4 separate regions of the Mus musculus genome follow, and all the other regions are linked to region 4. The links are chromatin contacts, called in public Hi-C and promoter capture Hi-C maps. All regions are on one chromosome and are shown on one strand. The core of a region is the stretch at or near the end of the contact, and the rest is flanking DNA. Distances in the headings are between cores, read along the strand shown. Region 1 holds the start of Spi1 (spleen focus forming virus (SFFV) proviral integration oncogene). Region 2 holds the start of Psmc3 (proteasome (prosome, macropain) 26S subunit, ATPase 3). Region 3 holds the start of Fnbp4 (formin binding protein 4). Region 4 holds the start of Cd82 (CD82 antigen).

The links. Promoter capture Hi-C pulls out the DNA fragments that hold promoters and counts their contacts. A called contact is a pair of places that touch in the nucleus more often than the background predicts.
Region 1: a contact with region 4 is called in a Hi-C map of B cells, with 5 read pairs. The contact joins the promoter of Spi1 here to the promoter of Cd82 in region 4. A contact is called at or near these places in 1 of 39 promoter capture datasets (pre-B cells) and 1 of 484 Hi-C or Micro-C datasets (B cells).
Region 2: a contact with region 4 is called in a promoter capture Hi-C map of pre-B cells, with 4 times the contacts expected there. The contact joins the promoter of Psmc3 here to the promoter of Cd82 in region 4.
Region 3: a contact with region 4 is called in a Hi-C map of B cells, with 5 read pairs. The contact joins the promoter of Fnbp4 here to the promoter of Cd82 in region 4. A contact is called at or near these places in 1 of 484 Hi-C or Micro-C datasets (B cells) and 1 of 9 other capture datasets (liver).

What each region holds. Positions count from the first base shown.
Region 1 is chr2:91,095,104-91,098,083 of GRCm38.p6, forward strand. It overlaps Spi1 (spleen focus forming virus (SFFV) proviral integration oncogene), which reads left to right and starts at 1,575. Exons shown (of 5, transcript NM_011355.2): 1 at 1,575-1,890. The coding sequence starts at 1,846.
Region 2 is chr2:91,052,420-91,055,379 of GRCm38.p6, forward strand. Psmc3 (proteasome (prosome, macropain) 26S subunit, ATPase 3) reads left to right here and starts at 1,597. Exons shown (of 12, transcript NM_008948.2): 1 at 1,597-1,912; 2 at 2,156-2,239; 3 at 2,560-2,685. The coding sequence starts at 1,829. It also overlaps Gm13778.
Region 3 is chr2:90,743,921-90,747,123 of GRCm38.p6, forward strand. It overlaps Fnbp4 (formin binding protein 4), which reads left to right and starts at 1,638. Exons shown (of 17, transcript NM_018828.3): 1 at 1,638-1,906; 2 at 2,776-2,868. The coding sequence starts at 1,678.
Region 4 is chr2:93,461,005-93,464,089 of GRCm38.p6, forward strand. It overlaps Cd82 (CD82 antigen), which reads right to left and starts at 1,498. Exons shown (of 10, transcript NM_007656.5): 1 at 1,326-1,498. All of the region lies in intron 2 of Gm10804 (predicted gene 10804), which reads left to right.

The DNA.
Region 1 (2,980 bases), core at 325-2,824, 2.4 Mb before region 4:
GAGGGATCAGGCTAGTTTTTACATAAAGCAAGAGGTTAAAGTATACACAGGAGGAAGCTAATTGACCAAGAAGTTCTCCTTAGACAGGGGACTGTGGCATACACTTTAAAGCCCAGCACTCGGGAGGCAAAGGCAGGTATAGAGCGAGTTCCGTGACAGTCAAGGCTACACAGAGAAACTGTCTCAAAAAGACAAAAACAAAACAAGTTCTTGCTCAACCGAGCAGTCTCCCTAGAGGTGTGTGTGTCCTTGGAGTCAGAAGTGGGGGACAGGTGTGTGTGGAGGAAAAGAACTATTGCTCTACTCTCTAGACTGGATGTCTGAAGGACAGGAAACCCTTCCACTTTCCCAGAACTCAGCATAGAGCTTGGTTAACATAGGGAAGATGCATGGATGGATGGATGGATGGATGGATGGATATGTAAATAGGTAGACTGATTAATAGTTAAGTGGATGGATGGGTGGATGGATGGTTGGATGGATGGATGGATGGATGGATGGATGGATGGATGGATGGAAAAGTGCATTGAGAATAGATAAGTAGATGAGTAGACTGGGAGATGGATGGATATAGGCAGACTAATGAATTAATGGATATATAGATTAAGTGAATAGATGGATGTGTGGGTGGAAGAATGTATGTGTAGACAAATGATGGATGGATGGACAGATGGATGGATGGATGGATGGATGGACAGGTGGCCAGATTGACAGAAGGTCATATAGTAGATAAAGAAATAAAAATACAAACTGTTAGCAGATGGATGGGCTGATGTACGGACAGACAAGTGGCTAAATGAGCACGTTGCTAACCGCGAGGGTAAGCAGACGAGCTGACTGGCAGCTCAGAAATGAGCAGTTGGTTGAACAGAGATGTGTAGACGGATGGGTGGTGTGATGGGCTGGAGAGATGAGCAGACAATCAGAAAGAGACAAGGATAGGAAAACAGAGGAAAGAAGAAACGTGCGAGGAAGGTTTATAAAGGAGGAAGTCTAGATCGTAACGTTCAAGGGTTGGAGAAACCGGGAGAACTGGGCTGGGAACAATGTCCTTAGGGATCTGACACCAGCTGTGGTACTTAGCTGGGAGGGGAGGGGATCAGAAGCCAATGTCCTTCCCAATTGGAAGGGAAGCCCACTTGAGAAGTCTGGAAAGGAGATAAAATGTGGGAGACCCAGTGTCTACTGTTGGCCCTAATTGGCTTAGGACGATCTAGCAGATATTGCAGGGCCTACAGGAAGAGCCAAGCCTGGCAGCCTTGGGACCAAAGTCCTCCACCTGACAAATTCACCCTCAAAATTAGGGATCCACGCTCTCGCTATTCTGACCCCCCGAAGAGGGGACTCTTGGCCACCAGAGGGGACTGAGAAGAAATCGGTATTATTAGGCTAAAAGAACAGTGGACTACTTCAGCAAGGCCTAGCGACCGGAGCAGCAGAAGCCTTCCATGGTAGTGCTAGCCTTTCTCCCTCCCAGCCCCAGTTTCCTCTGGGCAGGGGCCTGGCCCCCTGTCTTCCCAGGGCTGCCCTTTGAGAACCACCTGCCCCAGCCGGCCAGAGACTTCCTGTAGCGCAAGAGATTTATGCAAACGGGCTGGGGCGGTGATGTCACCCCAAGGGGACTATCTCCCAGTGGCAGGCCCTTCGATAAAATCAGGAACTTGTGCTGGCCCTGCAATGTCAAGGGAGGGGGCTCACCCAGGGCTCCTGTAGCTCAGGGGGCAGGCCTGAGCCCTGCGTCTGACCCACGACCGTCCAGTCCCCCGACGGGGCACCTGGTCCTGAGGGGGATCCGCCTTGATCCCCACCGAAGCAGGGGATCTGACCAACCTGGAGCTCAGCTGGATGTTACAGGCGTGCAAAATGGAAGGGTTTTCCCTCACCGCCCCTGTGAGTACTGGGGCTTCACTACCAGCCCAGCCTGGGGCTTTGGGATGTGTGACCATCTGCCCACTAACCCACCAGCCCACCCGATGCCCTCCGGCTCCCTATCAGTGGGAAGTTGGTGTTTCCTCCCCGGAGCTGCTGGTCTGAGACCCAGCGAGGGGCCATTGGCTTCCTTAGAGCATGCCCTGGCGGGCTGAGGGTTGCCGGCTGGCCCCATGGTGGGGCTGTGATCGGTGGGGCCTGAACAGCTATTTATAGATGGGTTCAGTGGCAGGCCGAACTCTAGGGCAGGGTTCTGGGTTGAAGATGGCGAGGGCGGCTCCTGAGAGGCCATGGATGAGGAGATCTGGAGACTGGCCTAGGAGTCTCTGGAGGCAACAGGAGAGGTTTCAACTCAAGACCTGTGGGCTCCTGAGGCAAAGGCTATTAGAACTCGAAGTCACCCGTGGGTCCCCAACATTCAGTTTGTGGCCTGGCTGTTGATCCAAGTGTTTGGGCTTTGGGCCTACATGGATCTGAGAGTCTTGGGCAGTGACCAAGACTGGCTTCTTAGGGCCAGGCCGGGCAAGAGAAGAACAGAGCAGAAACCCTGCAGTTAGATTGTGGCTAGAACTTAGCTCAATGAGAAATCGGGTGAAGAATGGACTGGGGCCAGAATGGGACGGAGATTGGGACTGGAGTGAGAAGATCTGGCTAGAGTTAAGGTGGGGCAGGGACAGGGACACTAGCAGGTGGGAGGATCCCACCTGTTCCTCCTGTTTTCAGTGACAGTCACAGCTTTGGGCGAATGGCAGCCCAGAATCCCTTAGAGAGGACCCTCTTGCTTTCTCCTACCCTTGGAGGTGTTGGGGCAGTGAGGAAAAGCTGAGCAGGGCCTGCCCACCTGACTCAGCGTTCCTGAACTAGAGACAGATCTCTTCTCTATCCCTTCCAGCCCTCCGTAGCACCTCAGGCCTGACATCGTAGTCAGTGTCCTGCAACAGGGGCAGGCCTAGTGTGCTGCCTGGAAACCCAGGGAAGAGGGCCAGCTTCTGGTCTCCTCACAGGATAGAAGACAGGCTCGCCAAATCTCACTGTTCTCTCCTTTACCCTG
Region 2 (2,960 bases), core at 347-2,846, 2.4 Mb before region 4:
AGCATGTTGTCAGCAATTGAAGCAAGGACAGTCTTTTGCCAGGTGGCTAGCTTTGCCACATATGAATCAAACTCCATATGGAGGGTCTTCAATGCCCATTATCTTTTTGAAATAATATTTAGGTAATGCCAGGAGCTGATGCATCTCAATTTCACAAAAAAAGCCTTGTTATTAAGACATCTTAAATGCCATATTCTATAGATCTCTGAAGTGTTTGAAGACCATCTATCGACATAGACTATGTTGAATAGGCAAGCATTGCTTGTTTATAGCTATTTACAACCTGTGTAACTTTGAAAACATCTTTAGACTAAATAAAGCTTATTTCTGTAATTAACTAAACTAGTATCTAACATGACCATAAATGTCATTATTTATGGGTAACTAATTACTAACTTGCCTTTCAGATTATCCTAAACAGTTTGTAATAGCAGCTTTCAGGGACTAGAACTTGGGCTGCAGAGATGGCTCAGTAGGTAAGACTGCTCTTCTGAAAGTCCCAAGCAACCACATGGTGACTCACAACCACCCATAATGAGATCTGACACCCTCTTCTGGTTCATTTGAAGATCGCTACAGTGTACTTATTTATAATAATAAATAAATCTGCCAGTCAGTGGTGGCCTTTAATTTCAGAACTTGAGAGGCAGAGGCAGAGGCAGAGGCAGGTGAATTTCTGAATTCAAGCCAGCCTCGTCTATAGAGTGAGTTCCAGGACAGCCAGGGCTACACAGAGAAACCCTGTCTCGAAAAATCAAAATAAATAAATAAAATTTTTTAAAGGACTAGAACTTTACAGCACATGAGTTGTGTAGATATAATACTTTAAACAAGAGTAGAAACATATATACAGTACATTGTAACAAAAATAACTTCCCTATGTGGACAGTTAGATCTGCATTAATATTAGTAGAAGCAATGGTTTATCTGGGTTTTGTTAGGCTATTTTTGTTTAAGACTCACAGTGTGACCAGAATAGCTAGAAATACACTATGTAGCACAGGGTGGCCTTAATATGCAGCAATCCTTCTGCTTCATCTTTGCAGTGGCTCAGTGTCTGTGATGACAGGCATGTGCCATCAAACCTAGCAGTTTCTTTTCAACCTTTCTCTTTCTTTCTTTCTCTTTCTTTCTCTCTCTCTCTCTCTCTCTCTCTCTCTCTCTCTCTCTCTCTCTCTCTCTCTCTCTCTCTCTCTCTCTCTCTCTCTCTCTCTCTCTCTCTCTCCCTCTCCCCCCCCCCTCTTCCTCCCTCCCTTTTGTTTTTGGTTTTTGAGACAAGAGTTTCTTTGTGTAGCCTTAGCTCTCCTGGACTCACTCTAGACCAGGCTAACCTTAAACTCAGAGATCCGCCTACCTCTGCCTCCAGAGTTCTGGGACTAAAGGCATGCGCCACCACACTGGACATTTTGCAAATCCGTGAATTCCAAGTTTACCTGGGTTCTTAGATTGCACCGGCACCTGTGCAAACTCCTTTTCAGTTATCCGCCAGGCTAAAAACTGCATTTCCCGAAAGACTCCGCGGCTTTCTCCTGCCTCCCGCCTCTTCCGGTTGTGCAGCAAGCCCCGCCCCGCCTGTACGCCGGCCAATAGCAGCCCAGCCCTCGCTCCCGCACAAACCGGAGCAACCGGCGAGCCACGGGGCGGGCCCTGTAGCCTCGGTTTGGTTCGTGGAGTCCCAGCGGCAGATTCGCTCGGAGACGCGGACAGAACCCGTTCTGTCGCGTCAGGAATCGCGGGTGAAGTTCTCCACGGGTGGAGAGAAGACGTTGAGAAAGGCTGCGCTGGGCTCCCTCAGGGGCTCGTGCGCACTCCCAGTTTCGGCCTCTTCATGCAGGAAATGAATCTGCTGCCGACGCCCGAGAGTCCAGTGACTCGGCAGGAGAAGATGGCGACCGTGTGGGATGAAGCTGAGGTGAGTGTTGGGAGACCTGAGGGGCGTCCCAAAGTTTGGGCTATAAGGTTAGACGTTCTTGGAGGCCGGGAAAGGAGGTGGCTGGAAGGCCAGGTCCGGTCTGGACTGGTTGCAGAGCTTCTTGGGTTGTCCCGACTTCATCCTGCTGTTGGGTTAAGGAAGCAGGCGCTGAGGGGGCTGTGGGACCGTGGGATGGCAGCTCTGAGTTACAGTAAATAAGTACTTCTTCTCTTATTTGAACAGCAAGATGGCATTGGGGAGGAGGTGCTCAAGATGTCCACGGAAGAGATTGTCCAGCGCACACGGCTGTTAGACAGCGAGATCAAGGTGGGCTCCTGGCTCCGGTGCAGGCAGCGGAGTTCTCAGATCTCCATTTTACAGATGAGGAACCCGAGGCTCAGAGAGGGATGAATTCACACTCAAACCCATGGAAAATACCTAGCCCTGTCCCACAGCCGCTTTGTCAGGAGGTTTTCCCACTGGCCTCTTGTCCTGACCTCTGCAGTTTGGACATGTACAGGCTGGGCCTTCAGAAAGCCTGAGATCTGGTTGGATGGGTCTCCCGGGTAACCTGGACCTCATCTATTAGAGGGCTGTAATGAATGCAGGCTGAATCAGGGTTGAACATTGGTTTTCTCTTATCCCAGATCATGAAGAGTGAAGTATTGCGAGTCACCCATGAACTCCAAGCCATGAAAGACAAAATCAAAGAGAACAGTGAGAAAATCAAAGTGAACAAAACCCTGCCGTACCTTGTCTCCAATGTCATCGAGGTGTGTGTCTGTGTGTGGGAAGAGGAGGAGGCAGGAGGCTTGGAGACATCTAGGGATGGGGCCCATAGGGTAGAGTGTAAAAAGCAATGTTTAAGTCTGCAAAGACCTTAGAAGTGTCACAGATTTCTGCCATTTTCTTCTTTTGTTCCTTCTTGGGGCAGATGAACTTTGCAAACAGAAGCAGCACCTCAACAAAGGTGTTGTCAACCCCCTAACACATCATCTATGTTTATTAAGCTTAAGGCTAGACTGAGGAGGGAAGGAAGGCCTGTGGC
Region 3 (3,203 bases), core at 388-2,887, 2.7 Mb before region 4:
GCCACCACTGCCTGGCTTGTTGTTTGTTTTTTGAGACAGGGTTTCTTTTTTGTTTTTTGTTTTTTTGGTTTTTCGAGACAGGGTTTCTCTGTGTAGCCCTGACTGTCCTAGAACTCACTCTATAGACCAGGTTGGCCTCGAACTCAGAAATCCTCCTGCCTCTTATACTCCCTCTTTAACATCCATTCTCATACATCTTCCCCAGATTTCTCCTTGTATTATTATTATTTTATTAATTTATTGTTATTATTGTTATCTTTGAGACAAGATCTCACTTTGTAAGCTCTGGTAATATGCATACCTGGCTAGACTCACTTGAAATCTTCCTACCTCTGTCTCCACTGAAATTATAGACATGAACCATGACAACTACTTCCAGTGTTATTAGAACACTTCAGTAGCTCTCCAGGAGTACAGTGCACCATCTTTAGGCATTATTTCTCATCTTCTGGCCTGCTGTCATTAGTCTAGAAGCAATCAGGGATGGGTGGAAGGAGTGGGTCCTGGAGAAAATCAGCATTATCTTGCGTGGTAACTATCTCTGGGGAGAACATTAATGACTCAGGATGTCACCTGACTCTAGGAATGGGGAACAAGGAAGACTCAAAATGTAAAGAGCTCAGCCTCAAGGTGGAGGAGTTGGAGGTAGGGCAAAAAAGTAGTGTTTACAGAAGTAGGATGAGGTAAGGCTTCGGTATCCCATATGAACAGTTTGACTGTTTCCAAGGTCCAGTCATTTTCCCTACTAATCACGTCGTATTTCGTTTTAAAGAGCCTACTGGGGCTGGAGAAATGGCTCAGCGGTTAAGAGCACTGACTGCTCTTCCAAAGGTCCTGAGTTCAAATCCGAGCAACTACATGGTGGCTCACAACCATCTGTAATGAGATCTGATACCCTCTTGTGTATCACAGCTACAGTTTACTTACATTTAATAAATAAATAAACCTTTGGGTTGGGGCGAGCGGGGCTGGAGCAAGAAAGTGGGGAGAGAGCCTACCGTAAACCCATCACTTGGGAAGCAGAGGCAGGCGGATTTCTGAGTTCCAGGCCAGCCTGGTCTACAAAGTGAGTTCCAGGACAACCAGGGCTACACAGAGAAACCCTGTCTCGAAAATCAAAAACAAAACCAAAACAAAACAGAAAAAGCCTACCGATGTATAAACACCCAGCATCATCATTGTTTAATACTATACCCCAAAGAAGCTACAATAACCAAGAGAACTTGCAGAAGGGTGCAATGTATCTTTATCTTCCTCAAAGACAAACAGCAATAAGCAGCTGAAAATAGCTACAAGATGGCGGACAAAGCCCTAAAGAAAAGACTTGGCTAACAGCGCATGGTGCAACCCCAGTCTAAGGAAGTCGCACACACCGCGGGCCCTTCCGCACTATTGGCGCGAAGTCCTGTCTTTTCCCTTTGCTATTGGCTACCGAGTCCGTCTCAAGTCAAAACAGCCAATCGCCTTTTCCCTGAACAAAGCCCACCCACCATGGATGGAGCGGAACGTGCGTAAAAGCACCGGGGCGCAGGCCGCATGCGCAAGTGCACCGCGCCGGTTAAAAGCGGATCTCCTCGGGAGGCGGTGCCACGGTTCATGAATATTGATTACGCACCGGGGCGCTGTGCGCCCGCCCCACTAATCTGCCGTCGTTCGCTGCTCGCGCTCCGGCTCATGATGGGGAAGAAGTCCCGGGCGGTACCCGGCCGCAGGCCTATCCTGCAGCTCTCTCCACCGGGTCCTCGGAGCAGCACCCCGGGCCGGGATCCCGACCCCGATCCGGATCCCGAGGCAGATTCGACTGCGGCGGCGACAAGCCAGTCAGCGCCGGCAGCAGCGACGGCGGCGGCCGCGACGTCGCCCGCGGTGCCTGCCTCCGCTGCCCCAGAGGACTCGCCTTCAGAAGGTAAGGGCGCGCGAGAGGAGCCCTGCTTTTATTTGGGACGTCTGAAACTCGAGCACGGGGCTTGCGGCCTAGGTTCCCGGGTGTCTCTTCGGACCCGGTGAAGAAGAGAAACCCTGGCGGGCGAGGTACACCTCGGCTGCCAGCGATCTGGGGCCCGCGGGACGGCGGTCGGGGACTCTGGGAGGCGGAAGGCCGGGCCCGGACTCATCTGAGGCGCCTTTGCGGTGCAGGGGTTTCTCCCCGGAACCTGTGCCGTCCACCGAGGCTTGGGACCCCAAATGTCTCCTAGATGACTCCCTTCGATCTTAATAACGCAGAAGGTGGAGGGCAATTTCCACGTGCGAGCCTTGAGGCGGTTGAACCTGGCCTTCTCTACTTGTCACGCTTGGTTTCGTTTTTGTTGAAATGGAGACACCACTCTTTAGAAGTGAACAAACCCATATTTTTTTCTTATGCTAGACAAAGCATCGGTAACCCCAGACTTAAGGGAAAGTGACAAAACCTGTGTGTGGGCTTTTCTGGAATTGTGTTTGGGTTTAGGGTAACAATTGCATGGAGTAGATGCCGGAGAAGCTATACTGTATCAAACATTAAGAATCAGATTAATAGGATGTACATAACGTGTGGAAACGTGCAGAAGTATTTATGCATGTTAATTGTTAAGTATTGCAGGTGCCATTTTCATAGTGTTCACGTTCTTACTGTCGCTACCACTAAATGAATGGAAGGGTAGATCAGCTTGTTTTTTGTCTTCTTAGTTTGCATCAGTGATACACGCTGGTTTTATAAGTTGATTCAGGCTGAAGGTCAAGCTTTGGACCCTGGCCCACTGACTGACTGCAGCTTCCTTTTGTGCATTCCAAATACAGATGAACAAGAAGTGGTGGTGGAGGTCCCCAACGTTGTTCAGAACCCTCCAACACCAGTCATGACCACCAGACCGACAGCCGTCAAGGCAACAGGTAGAGATTTTTGTTGTTGTTTTTGCCTTTCCCTTAAAATATCTTTTATTAAGTTGAAAGATAAAAGTGTGCAGCTGGGTTGTTGGATGGTTAAATGTTGCTAATTTATTATTTCTCATAAAAAGTCGTTGAAGCTTTTCTAGGATTGGGGTTGCATATCAGTGGTGAGATGCAAAACTCTGGGTTCCACTCTTGGCTTACAAAAATGGATTAACAAAAAATAAATAAATCTTTCCTGAGGGCTTGCTGTGTATAAACTTTTAAGTAACATGAAAGTTTATTTATGGCTGCAGACACACATTCGTGCTTCTAAGGCTGGGCCACATAACTTGTTT
Region 4 (3,085 bases), core at 248-2,747:
AAAGCCTCATAGACTACTGGGACTTCCCCTGAGCTAGCCCAAGCTGTGAGAGAAACTTCCCCAGGAGGGAGATGGGTTGGGGAGCCTCATAGCACCTCAGGATGAGGATAATGCTAGGCCCATGGACTCATTAAGCAGTTTTTTTTACAAGGGGGTGGGGGTCGTTTAAATTCAATACCCATCATCTCCAAGCTATGTTAGGGACTCAGGCCCTCCTTTGTCTAGGTAACACATTTCCTGACCCACAAAAGAACAAGATGACGTTGATGGCTGGTGTCAGTTTCTGACTCTGATGAGGTCAGGGATGGGACAGCTGCAGTTACCCACAAGCCTTCCAAACCAAGCCAAACCCCAAAGATGGGTTCATTTCCCAGAAGGAAGACAGCACACCACCTGCTCACTGACATCTCAGGAGCTTTGAAGTGAGGCTTCTGGGCACCCAATGGCCTGTCAGGCATGGTACACATAGTTTCACTTAATTCTTGCTACTACTGTTTGGCCATTGCTCCCCAAGTTACAGATGAGGAAACTAAGGTTTGGAGGGGAGTGGAATCCAATTAGGCTGAATCCCAAAGCCTAAATCCTTGGCACAGCCAGGACCCAGGACACACCCCACCATCAGAAGTGGAGCCCCTTCTGCACAAATACCTAATCCCTGGCACAGCAAGGAGCTCTCTTGGGTTTGGCTAGATTCTGAGCAGGTTTGGAAGGGTTTCCCCTTCTTCTCCCTATGCACCCCAAGAGAGAGTTTCTTCTGCTGCTATCCCTCCAGGCTCCTCTTCCAAACCAGCTCACCTGGAAAAGTTTGGCTAGGTTTCCACTCTTAAGTCCACCCAGTTCAGTGGTGCGCTCAGAACGTGGAAGGAGGAAAAGAACGGAAACTGCCTTGCTTTGGATTTGGAGTTCCTTCCAATAACCCAGGGCAACTTAAATCGTTTCTCTCAGTGACATTTTGCGGAAGTCGCTGAGGTCTAGCTACGCAATCTGAAAGCGAGTGTACTCACACACCACTGTGACTGTCACCTGTTAGCCCTCACATTCCGCTCGGAAGCTCATCTCAATCAACTTCCTCCTTCTGGAACCGGAGGAGATCTGGACTAGGGGCAGGGACAGGCCCGGGGCCACAGGGCTGGTGTGTGGGGCAGCCAGAACTAGGGAGTTCGGGACTCGGAGGTGAACGACCCTTCTCAGCTACTAAGTGCTCCAGCCTGTTACCTGTTGCCAAGCGGGCCCCACGGGCTTGGCGGAATGGGTCCTGCTAGGAAATCCGGACAAAGCTAAGTTTGCTTCCGATTATCCTGTCCCCTCCCCCAGGCTTCTCTTACCTGGTGCCTGGGTTCTGGCTACGCGCTTTAAGTCCCGCGTCTTCAGCTGGCGCCCCAACCCGAGTCTGACTGCGCAGCTTGGCTCTGTCCCTCCGTTTTCCCCCGCCACCCCCTCCCGAAGTCAGTCCAGAAGCTCAACGGCCTTGTCAGGCCACGCCACGCCCCCCAAGACCACGCCCTTGACACGCCCCCTATACAGTTCCCCTCTGGGCCCTGCGGGAGGTAGCACCAGGCTCCGCCCACCACAGCCTCCCGGTTCAATCAAACGGCCACACCCCTTAGCACAACACTGAGCTGGCTACCCTTTGCCAACCCTCCAGCTCTGCCCAGCCCTGCAGCCTGGTTCCAGCTCCAGATTAGAGGCGAGGCCACGTACGCGCCTTGCTCCGCCTGCTTTGGGCCTCCAGGGGATAAGGCCGACCTGGGACCCCAAGTCTGCCGCTCCAGTCTCTTCCAGCCTTGCGGAGTCTCACCCCCTATGGTCTCCCCCATCCTTCCCACTTCCCAACTATGCCGCTGGCGGTCCTCTGAAGCCCTCCTGTTCACCCCTTTGAGTCCATCACTTTCCCCAGGGGCTCACCCTTAGGCCTCCAACTGGGAGGCAACTCCCCGGCTCCGCCCTTCCCGGGGGATTCTCTGCTCCGCCCCGAGCCTGTTCCCCTTAGCAACCTGGCTCAGGGCTATAAGCCTGGGGCCCCGACGCTGGCATTCTAGGACGGGCGTATCCTGGTGCAACCCGGGAATGGCGTGGGAGCGTTCGCGTTCCAAGACCAGGTCTCCGTGTGGAGGCGGCTGGAGCCAAGCACTTTCTGAAAATACTAACAGCTACCAGTGGTTGAACTTTTGCTCAAAGACAGGATGAAAGCCAACAGCTGTTAAAACTCTGCTCTTCAGTCCCTACCACTCCTGGGCTACTTTATTTGTACCCATTTTATTATTTGCACCCATTTTACAGATGCACAGCCCAAGCTTTAGAGAGGGGAAGTCGTGGGCTAGAGTCTAACAGCAGAGTCGTTCGTGAACCATTCCAACGTCTCGAATCATACTTAATACTTGTCCTAGCTTTTCTGGATTTTGGTCCTTGAAGAAGTGGCCCAGGCCAGCCAGCTGTGGTACAGCAGGCTGGTGAAGGGGTGGCAGGAGAGGGCAGAGGGCCTGAGACCTCCATGGCTGGCTTCTTCTTTGAGAAAGTGGTCTGCCAAAGATCTCCAGATGTCTGACACATCACAATGCACTACAGACCATGGATCTGCCTCAGGCAGGTTACCAGGTTAACAAGCAGGGCCATTAACCTGTGAACTGCTGAAGTTCTTTAGCAACACATCTCACTGGCATAGCAGTACAAGCCTCTGAGGGGAGGGTGTGGATGTGCTTGCTTTACCAGTGGGGCGCTGGATGCAAGGCTGCCCAGTGGTTCTCAAAGCTGTTCTCACCCTAGAAGCCCCATCGCTGCCTGGGAACTTGTTAGGTTCATGTTTGGGGTTTGAGGCACCCAGAAACAACTCGGTGGGAAACTGCGGTGGTTTGCTTTCACAAGGGTCCCAGGTAATTCCGAGTCAGCTTTGTGGTTGAGAGCCACTGTTGGGCATAGGGTAGGCTGAGACTCACTCACAGGGCCTAGGTAGACCTAGCATCTGTGTTACCCAGGGCAAAGTAAGTGCCTTTAAGAAGGGACCCACAAAACCAAAGCCAAAGCAAACAAAACCCTAACCTAATAAAAACACATTATTGGTTTATGAGAGACAGACAGACAGACAGAC